Regions from separate parts of the Gasterosteus aculeatus genome. Here region 1 is linked to region 2. The links are chromatin contacts, called in public Hi-C maps. All regions are on one chromosome and are shown on one strand. The core of a region is the stretch at or near the end of the contact, and the rest is flanking DNA. Distances in the headings are between cores, read along the strand shown. Region 1 overlaps schip1 (schwannomin interacting protein 1). Region 2 holds the start of LOC120824276.

Evidence for each region. A called contact is a pair of places that touch in the nucleus more often than the background predicts.
Region 1: a Hi-C map of whole body shows a contact between it and region 2, with 3 times the contacts expected there. The contact joins the enhancer-like site here to the promoter of LOC120824276 in region 2. A contact is called at or near these places in 2 of 6 Hi-C or Micro-C datasets (skeletal muscle and whole body).

What each region holds. Positions count from the first base shown.
Region 1 is chr1:11,094,300-11,101,458 of fGasAcu3.hap1.1, forward strand. The region is part of intron 9 of schip1 (schwannomin interacting protein 1); the gene reads right to left. Among protein-coding and RNA genes, the nearest start is that of il12a, 25 kb to the left of the region's middle. Within about 2 kb of position 5,597, at least 5 of the 9 cell types and tissues checked have open chromatin away from gene starts, as enhancers often do.
Region 2 is chr1:11,055,023-11,061,676 of fGasAcu3.hap1.1, forward strand. It overlaps LOC120824276, which reads left to right and starts at 4,687. Exons shown (of 17, transcript XM_078098336.1): 1 at 4,687-5,059. The coding sequence starts at 5,010.

The DNA of each region.
Region 1 (7,159 bases), core at 4,347-6,846, 40 kb after region 2:
TCCAATGACTTGGAAGGGGATCGATGAGCTCCGCGCTCTGATCTCTGCACTCCGCTGGCTCCGCTTCGGCCTTCTGCGTGGAGCCCATCTGGGGCGGACTGGAACAGTGCCCACCCTGTCACGCTAACCTTGGATATAATCCTCCGCATGCATGACCCTGACCGGTGATAAACTTGTTTCCTCTTACAGTGAAAGCTACCAACTGGGCCTCGTGAAGGCACTCAGAAGCTTAATATGAGTTCAGGGGAATACAGTGAGTAGGGGAAAAACAAAGAAGAAAGCAAGAAAAAGCAGAGAGATTAAAAACCGGTCGGTGAAAGCCTTTAAGCGTAAGTCAAGGGATCCTTATTCTTTTGTACATCTATGTATCTCTCTCTCATATACTGTATATATATATATATATATAGATTAGTGTATATATATATATATATATATATATATATATATATATATATATATATATATATATGCAGTGTTTCTGCTGTGTGCAGAAGTGTACAGTATACTTGAACAGCTTCTATTAAGGTGTTTGTGTGTACATGCTTCTGGGATTCTCCAACTAAAAAAAAAAAAAACTTCCCCAAACACAAACTTCCCTGTAACTTTCTTAAACTGAACATCTTCAGGATCGTTACAGTTTGGGACGCATGAACTCTCCCTTTTGAATACAAGTGCTGCCGATTTGTCTTTTTGATGTACATGCAGACTGAAGCAAGTCCACGCACCCCCCACCCCCCCATCTTTCCTCTATCACCATGGCAGCAGTAACTCCATTGCCGTATCCCGCACCCACCACCCGCTGACCTTCACACGGTTGTCAAGGTTACGATCTGAGTCAAAGCACAGGTGGAGACGGAGACAGTCCCTCGTTATCCCCAGCAGACGGGAAAACGACCCCTGACATTCTCCAGAAGGTGTGTCAGTGTGTCTAATGATGGGACTGTTAGCCTAAATAGCAACAGAAGCACAAAGAAGATTCAGAACCCTCGCACCTAGTCCTCGCACAGACTCACCAGAATATGTTTGTCTTTCTGCTAAATTATAGCTTTATGCTGACTTTACTGCCAAACTCTACAGTTATATGTAATTTACTCCAGCGCTGTGCGTGTGTGTGTGTGTGTCTGGCTGTGTGTTGTTATGCATATCGAGCATCAGAGCAGCTCGTCTCCTCACATCAAAACAACAATCATGAGCAGCTCTGTGTGTTTAACCCGCCGAGGGCATACTTATAGATGCACACCGAAATAATGAATAGCTAATTATGAATCACTGATAACAACACGGTGATGGTGGTTCACTCTACTGTAGTCTGCTAACCGGGTGCAGAGAGACATGGGAATGATTACTTTAAAACATAGTCAGTTAGTAAATAAAATTCTAATCTAAATACCGTTGGGTTACCAAAAGGTATTTAGATGAATGTAGGTAAAAATCATACAAAAAATGGACCCAACAAATTTGACTCCCACATACCTCAAGTTCCCTCAATACAAATAAAATACATTTTATTTTTTCTTTTGTATGTTTTTATAAATTGAACAATTAAAACAACATATTCTGCATTTATAATTGATCAAATTAAGAAACATATTGTGATTTTTTCAACTGTAATCAGGGCTGATTCCTTTTTTTTCTAATGACATGGTTCCGATTATATCTAATTTGTTGTTTCCCAACAATGGTGTTCCCTGTGCAGCTCAAGGAAACACAAAACAATTCTCCGTCAAACAGCTTGCCCCCCCTCTCTTTGTCATGCACCCCTTCCTCCTTTCGCCCTGGCCTGTCGCTGCTTTTGCACCGCACTTCTCGATCGTCCTCGTTTCTTTTTCTCCCTCTTGCTCCTTCTCAGCCGGAGGAATGAGACCACACAGATGCTTTTAGTGAGCTGACATTTGGTGCCAGTGTAAAAACAATGCATAGCAAAGCAGGTTGGCTCAGTGTGAGGGCTGGATTCTGGCGGTAATGAGCTCACTCTGACAGGGAGGAAGCCATGTGGAAGGCCAGGGAGTGCATATGAGTGAGTGTGTGTGTGGGTGTGCTCCGCCACCAGAGGTTCTTCTAATGAGGACTACATGTCTGAAGTTAGGGGGGGTGGAAAGACGGAGCGTGCTGAGAACCACCAGGCTGCATAAATATATGCATCACATTTTTAGATGCATCACAACAAATGTGTGTAGCTACTGAGTAAATGATTACGTGACCGCCAATTACACGTGACAATTTGAAGCAGAAGCAGTGCGTCACAGTGGATATTGAGCGGCTCAGACACAGCCTGTTGTTGTCGTGACAACAGATACAAAGTTGGGGAAAGCAACAGAAAAACGTTGAGAATAACTGGCATTGATCCGGAGCTTAAACAAGTACTTGTTTATGCTACAGTTTAACAGCTTATTTGTAGTCCATTAATACATGAAACTAATTAATATTTGTTTCAATGTTACAGATTTTCTGCTTTTATTGGTTCTTATTTCAGTATTAACTGAATATATTTAAACGTTTGTTTGGATTAAAGAATATATTTCTCGAATTTGATTGTAAAATAGCTGCTATTTCATCCTGATGGAATGACTATTCTTGTGTTATGAGTGTTTGAGGTGTCCTACAGCAACAGATGAAGCTCTCTGCATGACCTGGCACCGATTCCCTCGCTCTCCCTCTCTGTTATACACAAGGACACACACACACGGACACCCACACACCCACACACACACGCTCACAGACTGAATGCTTATATAACACAATGATGACAGGAACAATCCTGCTTTGTGGGGACCGTGTGGGTGTGCAGACAGGATTTAAACATGGCTTGTATTTTTAGCCTGTTATAAATACATCAAGTTCTCGACCCACATTTCCTAGTCCCCCTCACACACACACACACACACACACACACACACACACACACACACACACACACACACACACACACACACACACACACACTCTCTGTAATTAGGAGCAGAGGAGACTACTGTATAGTGTTTCATGTTTCGGCTCCACTCAAACAAGCAATCCACGCAAGCACACACCTCCCAACCACAGGCCGCTTTGTGCGTGTCTGACTTTATTTCCCCCAAAAGAGGGGAGGGATGAGAGGTTAAACTCACTGCTTGGAAAACATAAACCCTCCTTCTCTCTTTCTCAATTTCCAGCTTCCACTCTCTCTTTGTTGCCTTCTCACAATGGACCTTGTTTTTTTATCTCCTCCGGCCCTGTGCTGATATAGCCTGTGTGTGTGTCTGTGTGTGTGTGCGTTGGGCTCTGCTCTGTAGTGACTGTGCACGATGAAGACTGACACAAAGCTATAACATTAGAGGCCGTCCCTTCACTGCTACGTAAATCCACATTTCCTCCACAGCACGCTGTGCCACTCAAGGCCTGTGCGCCTCTTTGATGGTTTTCATCGGGGGGGAGAGGGGGGACCTGGGCAGGGGGCAGAGGGGCAGGAGGGGGTAGGGAGGGGTAAATATTCTCCTGCTGTATTTTGGCTGTGAGAACGTTAGTCTATAATACTTCCTGACAGCTTGAGGAAGAGGACAATTAGCAGGGAACAGGAGAGGCAATGGCAGTGAACAACGGGGGACGTCTGGAGGAGAAGGGGAAGGAATGCAGAGGAGGAGCAGGAGGTGGAGATTGGCAACTGGGTCTCAAAAATGAGCTTGAGACGGCGTATGAGCCTGAGCTGACTTCCAATGGCGAACAGGATGTGACCGCATACGACCCGTGCGGACGAGGGGTTTGACTCTCGGGCTTTGGTGAATCACGGCTCGGGTGAATCAGAGAAAGGTGTGTGTGTGTGTGTGTGTGTGTGTGGGAGTTCTGCATCAATCAGGAGGAACCAGACCAGCAGCAGAATGTGTAGCTGTAGGCGGTGTCTCTCCACCTCAAACACAGCTTTTGTATCTCCAATCGCAGCAGCATCTTTATCTGATTTACCCACAATGCTTCCGGCTCGCTCGATGACATGACTTATCACACCAGTGCAGGTCAAATCCGCCTCAATAGACCACATAGTAACTGTATCTGTCAGTTAATCCACACCTATAGCGTCATATTCACTCATCGATACAAGTAGGCTTGCATGTGCTTGTTTACACGTGCAGACAAGGAGAAAAAAAAACCTGTACTTTGATACCAGATAAGAGCAGTTTACTACTCCATGAGACTCAAACTTAATGACCTGAGTATGAGTATTTGTTGATTTTACAGCGAGCAGGTCTATCGCATCCAGATCCAGACAAAACATGACACAGCAGGCCACCTTTTCAACAACAGTTGAAGGCCATTGACTCGTCATTGATGAATACCCTTCACCAACAAGCACTACTGTGAGTAAATCATTGCTACCTGACACACAAAGGCGATAGTTGGCCATCCGGCAACATTTGGCGGATTTATGTTAAACAGTGACAGAGCCGACTCAACATAACTCTCTGCTCAGGTAGACATTTACTCCAGTATACATTCAGCTGATAGTTGCTTGTTGCTGTATCAATGCTGTGGATTACCTGTAGTGCACCCTTTAAAAGGCCTAACCCGTATACTCTATTTGTACTACATGCGTATACAACAACAAACCGTAAACAGATTTGTCTTCTTTTGGATCGGACAGCTTGCTTGTTTCCTAAATCCTTGTGCGTGTGTAGACTGTTTAAACGGGTGTGAAGGAGTAGCTTCTAACAGCAGACCTCAGTCAACATGAGGCATCACAAAAAAAGCTGATCTTTTTGGTCTCTTTCATGTCGTTGTGTTCCAAAAACTTCCTCTGCACCTCAAAGTGAAATGGACTTCCAAAGCAAGTGTACAACAAGAGGATTTGCATATTCAAATACCCGTGGATGTCATTTTATTCTTTCTTTGCCAGGCTACCAAGTAGTTGGAACCGCCACATGGTCAGAGCCCTTCCAGCACGAACCTGCTCTTTGTTAAAGGGTCAAACTGAATCTTAGTTCTGAGGAAACTGAGATGCATTGACAGATGTGCAGCTGGCTCTACTTTATCTACCCGTTCTCAACATATTTAACTTTTCTATTTCATACTAGCTCAAAAGACAACATGTCACAACGAATGTAGGAATGTAGCGCACAATTACACAATTAAATTAGCAATCTTTTCGTCAAACGGTTGATCTAACTTTGCATACAAACTGGTCGTGGTTTGGCTACACGGCGCGTGCACATTACATGTTGAAAGGGGTCTGACACACCTGACAGAAGGCAGACCTACACATTTCAGATTCTGCTTTACCTGAGTTAAGTGCCCGACTTGCTGTGAGGAATCCAAGGTTAAGCTGAGATGAAAAACCCGCCACTTATAAAAACAAGAAAAAACTGTTTTTCCGACAGCAGCGGACTGTCAGGGTACCATGAGAAGAAAAATATATCCTTTGATTCAGTGAGGTGAGAGTGTGCCTGTGTAGACTAACAGGAGACAGAAAACTGACTCCAGAGCAGAGTCGGTGAAGTCTGTGTGTGTGTGTGTGTGTGTGTGTGTGTGTAAGGAGAGTGTGTGTGTGTCGGGCTGAGGGCCGGGCGTGTTTCAGCTGACATGCACGCACACGCACACAGACACACTCACACAGGCTACACACACACACACACACACACAATGAGCAGTGGTTAAGCGTCGAGGGCTAAACTAGATACCGGAGCCTCAGAAGGCTCTCCACACCTGGCTTAAGCCCCGCCCCCCATCTCTGAAACCTCCTCCCCCACCTCCTACCGATATGTACGTGGCTGACTATCTTCTCCTGCAACTTTACGCCCTTCCACGGTCGCTGCCGTCTTCATTTGAACCGTACCTTTGACCCCACATAACTTTTTTCCCCCTCAGGTTTGTTTTGATACCATCAATCGAATGCTCTTGTAACTTCAAACTTAACCTATTTTGCTTTCCCGTGCAAGATCTAACTCAAGTGTAGCTACTTCACACGTCCACTCCTTCTCTATTTCCAACACAACCGCTCACAGGACTTGTCTGAATCTCAAAGGAATTCTTTCTTAGTGCAGGGTGAAGGTAGTAGTTAGGTTGTTAGTGGAGGTCGGCCGGCTTCATAATCACAGAGCAACAGGCCGAGCTCTCTCTGCCTTTGCTCTTCCCTCTAACCTCTCTTCTTCTTTCTTATCCTCTTATTGAGTTATTTTCTAGTGCAGAGCACTCTGCATTTCTATAATCCTGACTGAGCTTCTGGTATTTTTCGTTGTTTGCATTGTGTGATTGAGCAGCACTTTCCAATTACATAGATTTCCATCCACATGGATAAAAAAAACAACTCATCAAATCCTCTTTGTTCTGACACAGATTACAAATGCAATATTTGATGTGGCTTTTTGTAAATTGTTTCTAATTAATATAATTACATAATTACATTTACAAAAATTAAAGAAATCCATCAGCTGCCAAAACACCCTGACTTATATCCAAGGGCGTCTTAAATCCCAAAACGCAGTCCCTTAAATTCACCATGTGCAACTCGACTTTCCCACACTCTTGTTTTTGTTTTTCTTGGAAAAAAGGTTTTGGTTAAAAATTGTAAATCTTCTTCTTTCAGAAATAGAGAGGACACACCACAGTTTTCATAATCAACGGATCCAGATGTGTACAATTAGTGGATGAATATAGACACGTGTGTGTGTGTGTGTGTGTGTGTGTGTGTGTGTGTGTGTGTGTGCGTGTGTGTGTGTGAGAGTGATTTATATTCGTTACCCTTTTAAAGTGGCACTGCAGGTCTGAGCACAGGCCCAATCTTTCTAACCACGGTTTGCCCATGGGGTGTTTTTAAATTGTGTGAGTAAGTCTAGGTGTGTGCTCTCTGAGCTTGAAGTAGAAGTAGCCGGTGGGCATGGATTTAATTAAAAACATATCGGTAAATTCTATGTGTATAGACAATAATTGTATTCCGACCACATCTCTGCCTTTTTCAGCTGAAGACTGTCTCAGAAGAATAATATTATTGTTCGCCTTTCGGGGCTGCAGGGCTAAAAGTTAAGGGTAGTGTTACGCTTAGTGTACTTGAGGTTCCTGTGGGCCCCTCTCTGCCACGCGACTCCAGACTTCCACAGAAATATCTCATAAAACAGGTCAGCGTTCCCCCTCATGCCCATTAATCTTCCTGATCCCAAAAGCCAAAGGAAATTACAGCAGCCAGAAAGTACCACGC
Region 2 (6,654 bases), core at 3,437-5,936:
CATGCTGCCAGCCAAGATGTACGTTTATATGCTGCGTGTCAACCAGTGGCTCTTTACGTTTTGGGAACACTTGCCACAGACATCACCAGCCCTTAAGATCTTAATCTTCTACTCTGTTGTGTTCCCTTAATCAACAGGCTTTACTCTTTGTGGGGCGAGGAGCCGCTTTTCTGTCGTGTTAAACTGTGCAATACGATGTAGCTGATTCGCAATGTGCGCACACTATCACAGTGACCACTTTTTATTCTTCTATCTTATGTACACACTCTAAACACCAGAGAGAGGTGAGTGTGAACACACACAGCGTTTCCTAGGTTGCTAAAAGCCCCAAAAAGACAACCTCTTTTTCCTCTTTAAGGGTAACGACACCGAGCCCCCGATGACTCGGTTACTGAGGCCAACACACACACGCGCACACACACACACACACACACACACACACACCAGACAGACACCTTAAGGTTAAATATAGGATAACGTTTCCCCATTCCCACATGTTTTGAGTGTAGGCGGAGGGCAGGGGATTTTTGACCCCCCACCTCCGCACTACTGCGCTGAGTCACTGCGAAAGTAGGCGGTGGGAGGGCTCGGGCCTTCGGCCGCGTCCCCCCGTATCAAACTCCCACATTACATCCCAGTTCTTCTGTGGCCATTGAATGCACGGCGTCCCCTTAGGGCTGTGTGCTCTGCAATATGGAATCAACAAAGTGGTGGAAAACAAAGGAATAGGTCATAACACACCATGCAATCTACAGAAACAATGTGTGTAATAGAGCACTAGTGTGTGGGGGGGTTAGAGGCTTTGTGTAAGAGATGGGAAGGCAAAGGTCAATGCCAAGCAAGACAGGGACAGTCAGCTCAGAACTGTCATCCAAGGTCCTATGAAACCATGCAGACACTATATTAATTTTTGATTCCCTTTTTTGCCTAAATGATTCCTTTGTTTCGCTCGCCATCTAGTTACATTCATGTCGAGAGACAGGAAATATGTTATTAAGTGAAAGTGCACAACAATTACGGTCAATCCCCTCTGGTAAAAGGGGGAACAATGAAAGCGGATCTTAAGACTGTGTAGGTGTTGAACACAACAGACAGATGTTCCTAACATCTAGGGAAACTCACAATTCACACATGTTTTTGGCTCTAACTCTGACTTTTTTCCCACAAAGAATACATACCAAAAGAATTACACGTAAGAGATATAACAACTGTATTTAAAATATTTTGATATTTAAAATATAAAAACTATATTTGAAGGCTTCACTCCTTCAACTTTATGTTCGCTCCAGTAGGTCGATCATTATAAACATAAAACAATATGCCATGAATCAAATCAAATATTGCATGTGGGTCAGTATATTAATGAATTGTCATTATGCTCAAGTGAGCATTCAGCGCAAAGCACCATTTTCAACCACTGTGCTATTATGGGTGTGATTGCACATTATTTTTTTAATCAAACTGGTGATGACACTATACCCAAAAGAATTTGAGTGTATATTTTAAGGAAATGTTATCCACATCAAAAGGGTAAAATGTCAAACCGCTCAGAGGGCGGCTTAGGTTTATTTTCTCATCTAAATCATAGCACACTGAAAATAGAGAACAGAAGAACAAACAATGTGGGTCAGGTGAAAATAAATACCCAAAGGACTCATAAAACATCTCAACCCAAGTGAGAAAAGAACACAGGCCGAGGGAACTGCTGAAAAATAATAAAAAATTAAAAAAAAATTGAGAATGAAAATGCGATTTAAGGGAAAAGCAATTAGGAGAAAGTTCAGTCCAAAGTCATTTGTGTTTGAGTCCTTGTTGTCTGCTGTAAAATCAACTTACACTTTACTAAACATTCTTCCGTTGTTGATTCAAAACTATGTTTCCTATAGCAACCACACTGCTCTACTTTTGTTCTTCCATATAGAGACTTTATCCCTATTGATTGCAGGAGAGAATTTTATCGAACTGCCAACTAGTGGGTCCATGCATTATACATTATGCGGTTGTACGGGATTGGATGAGGTTGCTTCTGAAATCTCTCATGACTTGACAATCTCCAGAGCCTCTCTCCCATTTTGTCCATGCAAAGGTGTTGCTCTTTGTCCGTGTTCACCTCTCTTTCTGCGGGGTGGCAGCAGCTCGTTTGTTACACCGTACGACAGTGACAGTGTCATCGGAATTCAAAAGACGTGAAGTTCCTCATCTCCAGAGTAAGAGGACACCTTTCGCACGAGTTTCCGTGTGAATACCTGCATGTTGTAAAGGGAATGTTTGAGCACGGAGGCTATGGGTTTCCTTCCCGCATCCCTGAGCGTCCGTACGCGTGTGTTACAGTGTGTTATTTTCAGTGTGTCTATGTGATGGATACTGAGTGTGCACAGGGCTCATATTAAGCCTCCGGGGTGTGTGAAATCATTGTTTCCAAACAGGTTGGTCGACCGGTAAAGAAAGTCAAATCCCTGTCATAACACACACACACAATGACTGTTTTAACTGTAGGGGAAAAATCATGTCAGCTGTCTCTTTTGATAAATACCTTTATTTAGCGTTTTCTAAAGTACACTTTAGCTTTGATGTTGACTGGAAAGTCTGAGCCCAAATTGGATTTTTGTAGAAGTAAGCAAGTGACTTTGGATATTTCCGTGACTTTTCCACTTGCGCCAACAGAAGGTCCCTGTGGTCTCCCGGCTGGATTGGCATGACATTTGACATATATTCATGGCTCCCAGTGGATGAATCCAAATGCTTAACCACATGACAATCACAGTTGGGTTTTGGGGGGAAAATGTCTCCTCTTTTTGTCATGGAAATTATTCCAGAAAATCTAAGTTCCCCATAATACGAATTGTTACTTTGGTGATTGCTTAACTTTGACTGTATCCACAGAACACATTTTATGTGTCCAATACTTGGTAAATGACCAAATACCTGCCAAGCTGAAGATATCCGTGTGCTCCTTGTCAGTACGTTCTTGGTGATTAGCAAATAAGTCATTTTTATAGTCTGGTGCCTCACACAGCAATTACTATGTAGTTGTGTTAAACTTACTGAGGTCAAGTCTTCTAAACTCTTTGTCTCGGGTCAAGTCTAATCCTAATCCTAATCTAATCTTAATCTAATCAGGCCGTCAAGGAAGAAGATCCCAAATATGTTGCATCTCAAATCCAAATAAAGCCCAAGTTTCAAGTCTCAAGCCCCCATCAGCTCTAAAAATGTATTTTTTGATCAACTCCTTCCCTTCTTTCCTGGACCAATGTTGTAATTTCCTGCCGTGTCATCTCTCCTCTCCTTCTGACCTTCGACATATCCTTTTCTATTCCCCCTCCTCTGCTCTACCTCGCTTGCTTCTCCTCTAGTTTCCTGAGGCATTCGGGGTATCATCGCCTCAGCCTGATGTTGCAGCCTCTTTTTGCACCGAGGAGCTCTCTCAATCTCTCCCTTCAGAATCTGAGACCTGGATAAGGTTCCTGTTAGTCTGTGGCACCTCTATAGCCCCCTGCTGCAAACCACATATCCATTGGTGGAAGGGCGAATGGAGTGAGGGGAAAAGGAAAAGATCAATGAGTGGGGGATCAAATGAAAGCCCTTGAGCCTTCCCTCATTCCTCCCACTGGACATCTCAGATGCTCACAGAAAGCTCTCTCTACCTTTTTGTCTCTTTATGATGGACGGTGCCTTTATGCCACACCTTGATTCCTTTCAATTTAAAAGCTGTGTCAACTTAATGATCAGTGCTTGTGTCAAACAGGCCATGGGATCTGGTTTGGATTTGTCCTCCAGTGCAAGGATATTTTTGGGGAGGCATGTTTCTTTTTTTTTTTGCTACTGAGCTTCACTTATTTTTTTGTCTGATGTGACATCTGCTGGTTTCACTGGGTAATACAACTGCTCTGGTCTTTGATGTGCATGTTTTCCCGCTTAAAGTGACCTAGTTGCACCACGTTCAGGCTGCTCAACTTACAAATATGCCTCAGTTGACAAAATAACTTTTCCTTCCATCTTCCTTTTTTGTCTTTACTGGGATATAAGTGCTTTAATCACAAACCTTTGAGTGTGTGTTATAGGTCTAATGCAAAAAGAGAAAGAAAGATTATGAGTGGGGTCTAAAATATGAATTCTAAAACTATTCTCCACTATCATTTCTCGAACAACATGGCCAGACATTGGCCGAATGTGGAACTACCGGCGACAGAAGGAATCTGCTTGAACATTGAAAATTATGGACATCCCCCCTCAAAGTCCTGGCTTTAACCCCATCAAGCAAATTTGGGACGAGTTGGGAAATAAACTGGACAGATCCATTGTACATTCAAAGGAAAGCGTTTGGCTTGAGTTGCAGAAGGCATGGGACAACATTAGTGTGGAAGTTCTCAGGGAATATATTGACACTAGATGTGCTGCTGTAATTGCTGCAAAAGGTGGACATACCAAATATTAAAGTTAAAAGTGGATAAAAACAGTAGAACTGACTTGATCTGCTATTTGTCGTGCTCAGAGCAACCTGCTGCAAAAAAGGTCAATATTTTCAGGACAGGTGTTCTATTAATTTTGGCCACATATACATAAATAATTTATATATCAATAAATATCCACTACTTGGAACCTCTAAATCAGCTATTTTTATTCTTGGTAGAGCTGATGGAAGGAAGTAAAAGCCCGGCTGTCAATCATCATCCCCTCACAAAGCCCGCGTTAATGGCGGGAAGATGTAGCCCCGCCCACGTTTATTCGCGTAAACATCTAAGTCTGGAAAAGACTGTTTTCTCTTTGAGATTCTCAGAAACTTCTAGCATGCTTAGCTTTGTTTAGCCGAAGACGGGAACGATGCAACCGAAGCGACAGTGCGTGTGAACGAACAGTTTTTTTTTAGATAATAGTCGTCATTGTGCCAACGTGTGCGAGGAAAAGCCCGGCAGCCAATGAGGAGATCGCGTTGTCTTCCAGGTGCGTGCGGGCCGAGCCGCGGGGGCAGGAACCGAAAGCATTAACGGGCTTCGCTCACACAGGACAGGATGGTGGCAAAGATGGAGAGCTGCGGAGCGGCGTGTCTCCCGGAGGACGGGTAAGACTCGCGGTTGCTTATCAGACTGTCTTTTGTTGCGGGGGGCGGTTGTATCGTGTGCAGTTTTGTTCAACACAAAGCGCTCACATCGCGTCGAGTCAACACAGGAAGTGGTGTGTTCGCCTGCGTTCATTCGCGTCTTCGTGCATTTGGTGCAAAAGAAACAACTGTACAGTTGCCGTCTCCTCGTTACGCATTGATGGACGTGACTTTAGACTCGGGGATGAAGCGACCAGAGACGCTTTGTGTGTGTGTGTGTGTGTGTGTGTGTGTGTGTGTGTGTGTGTGTGTGTGTGTGCGTGTCCCCCCCACGCTGCACGCTGCACGGCGCTCACACAGCGAGACGACGACGTAACCTGCTGCCGGCAGCGTGTCGACCACGAACAAAGATGCAGATACGACGCGTTTATTATTATTATTATTCTTATCATTACATTTATTAAACGTCGATTAACTGAGAAATCCACGAGACGCACGTGTTTCAACTGCACGCTGTCACATTTAAAATCGTATTCCCGCGAACCTCTTTAATAGTTGTATAATATGCTTAATATCACAACGACATCGTGTGTAATGTGAGCAGGTTCTGGGATGACGCGTTGTTCTCGGGTGACTGAAATCCTACTGTGTGGTTGCCATGGTGTCACTGGCCTGCACAGGAAGGACAAGTCCCGTAAACAATGCCATGCAGGCTTTTATGTGCTTTGTAATTCAACCCTGATGGATTTGAGAAAAAAAGAAACTAAATTGCCCATGTGAGACCTGCAAGTATTTTAGTTTAAAATAAACTTTATTTGACAAGTATATGGACTGCGGTTGTTTTTTTGTTCAGAAACTATAAACATAATATTGAAAGCAGTGAGGTGTCAAATTTGATAACTGAATTGAGTCTTTTTGTCCTACGTGCGGGCCCACTGGCGGTTGTTTGTCACACACAGATTCCCTCTCTTTTCATTGTGTTTATGGGACCCAGATACAGACAGACGCTCCTTTCAGAGGATTCTGTTAACATGTTTTATGGGAGGAAGACAGAAACCAGTGAGAGCGGAGAAAGTCGCAGAAGCCAAGTATCCGTTTTTTAAAATTTCAATGAGGAAAATGCTCACTTTTTTTCAGAGCACTAGATGTTACCATGGAAACTAACGTGCCTCCATGTCACATTTGGCAGAGAGAACTAGTTGACCTTGAAGAGGAGAAAACAGTCTTTCCTGCACAGATGTTTTAAAAAAACAAAGAAAACCACAGTGCTTTATCAGGACTAACAGACAACGAACAACAGCCCACAACCTGGTCAGTGTTAATAATCTATAATGTCTCCTCCGTTTACTTATGATCCCCCAGTTCTGTATTTCTACAGACGATGGAGTAAACACACACGGCTGGAGGGGACCTGCTTATTTCGCCTTCTGGAGGTGGACTCCTGTTTTTTCCCCAGCGGTGGATCTCAGATCTCCGGCGTGTTGCCTCTTGTTAAAACTCAGAGCGCTTCAACAGGTTGCAACAGTAATTGGCGCAGGCACGACGAAGGAACCATTGCACTTGGACTTTGCTCCTCACTTGTTTGATATACAACCTTACTGGATGGTCATGGTTTT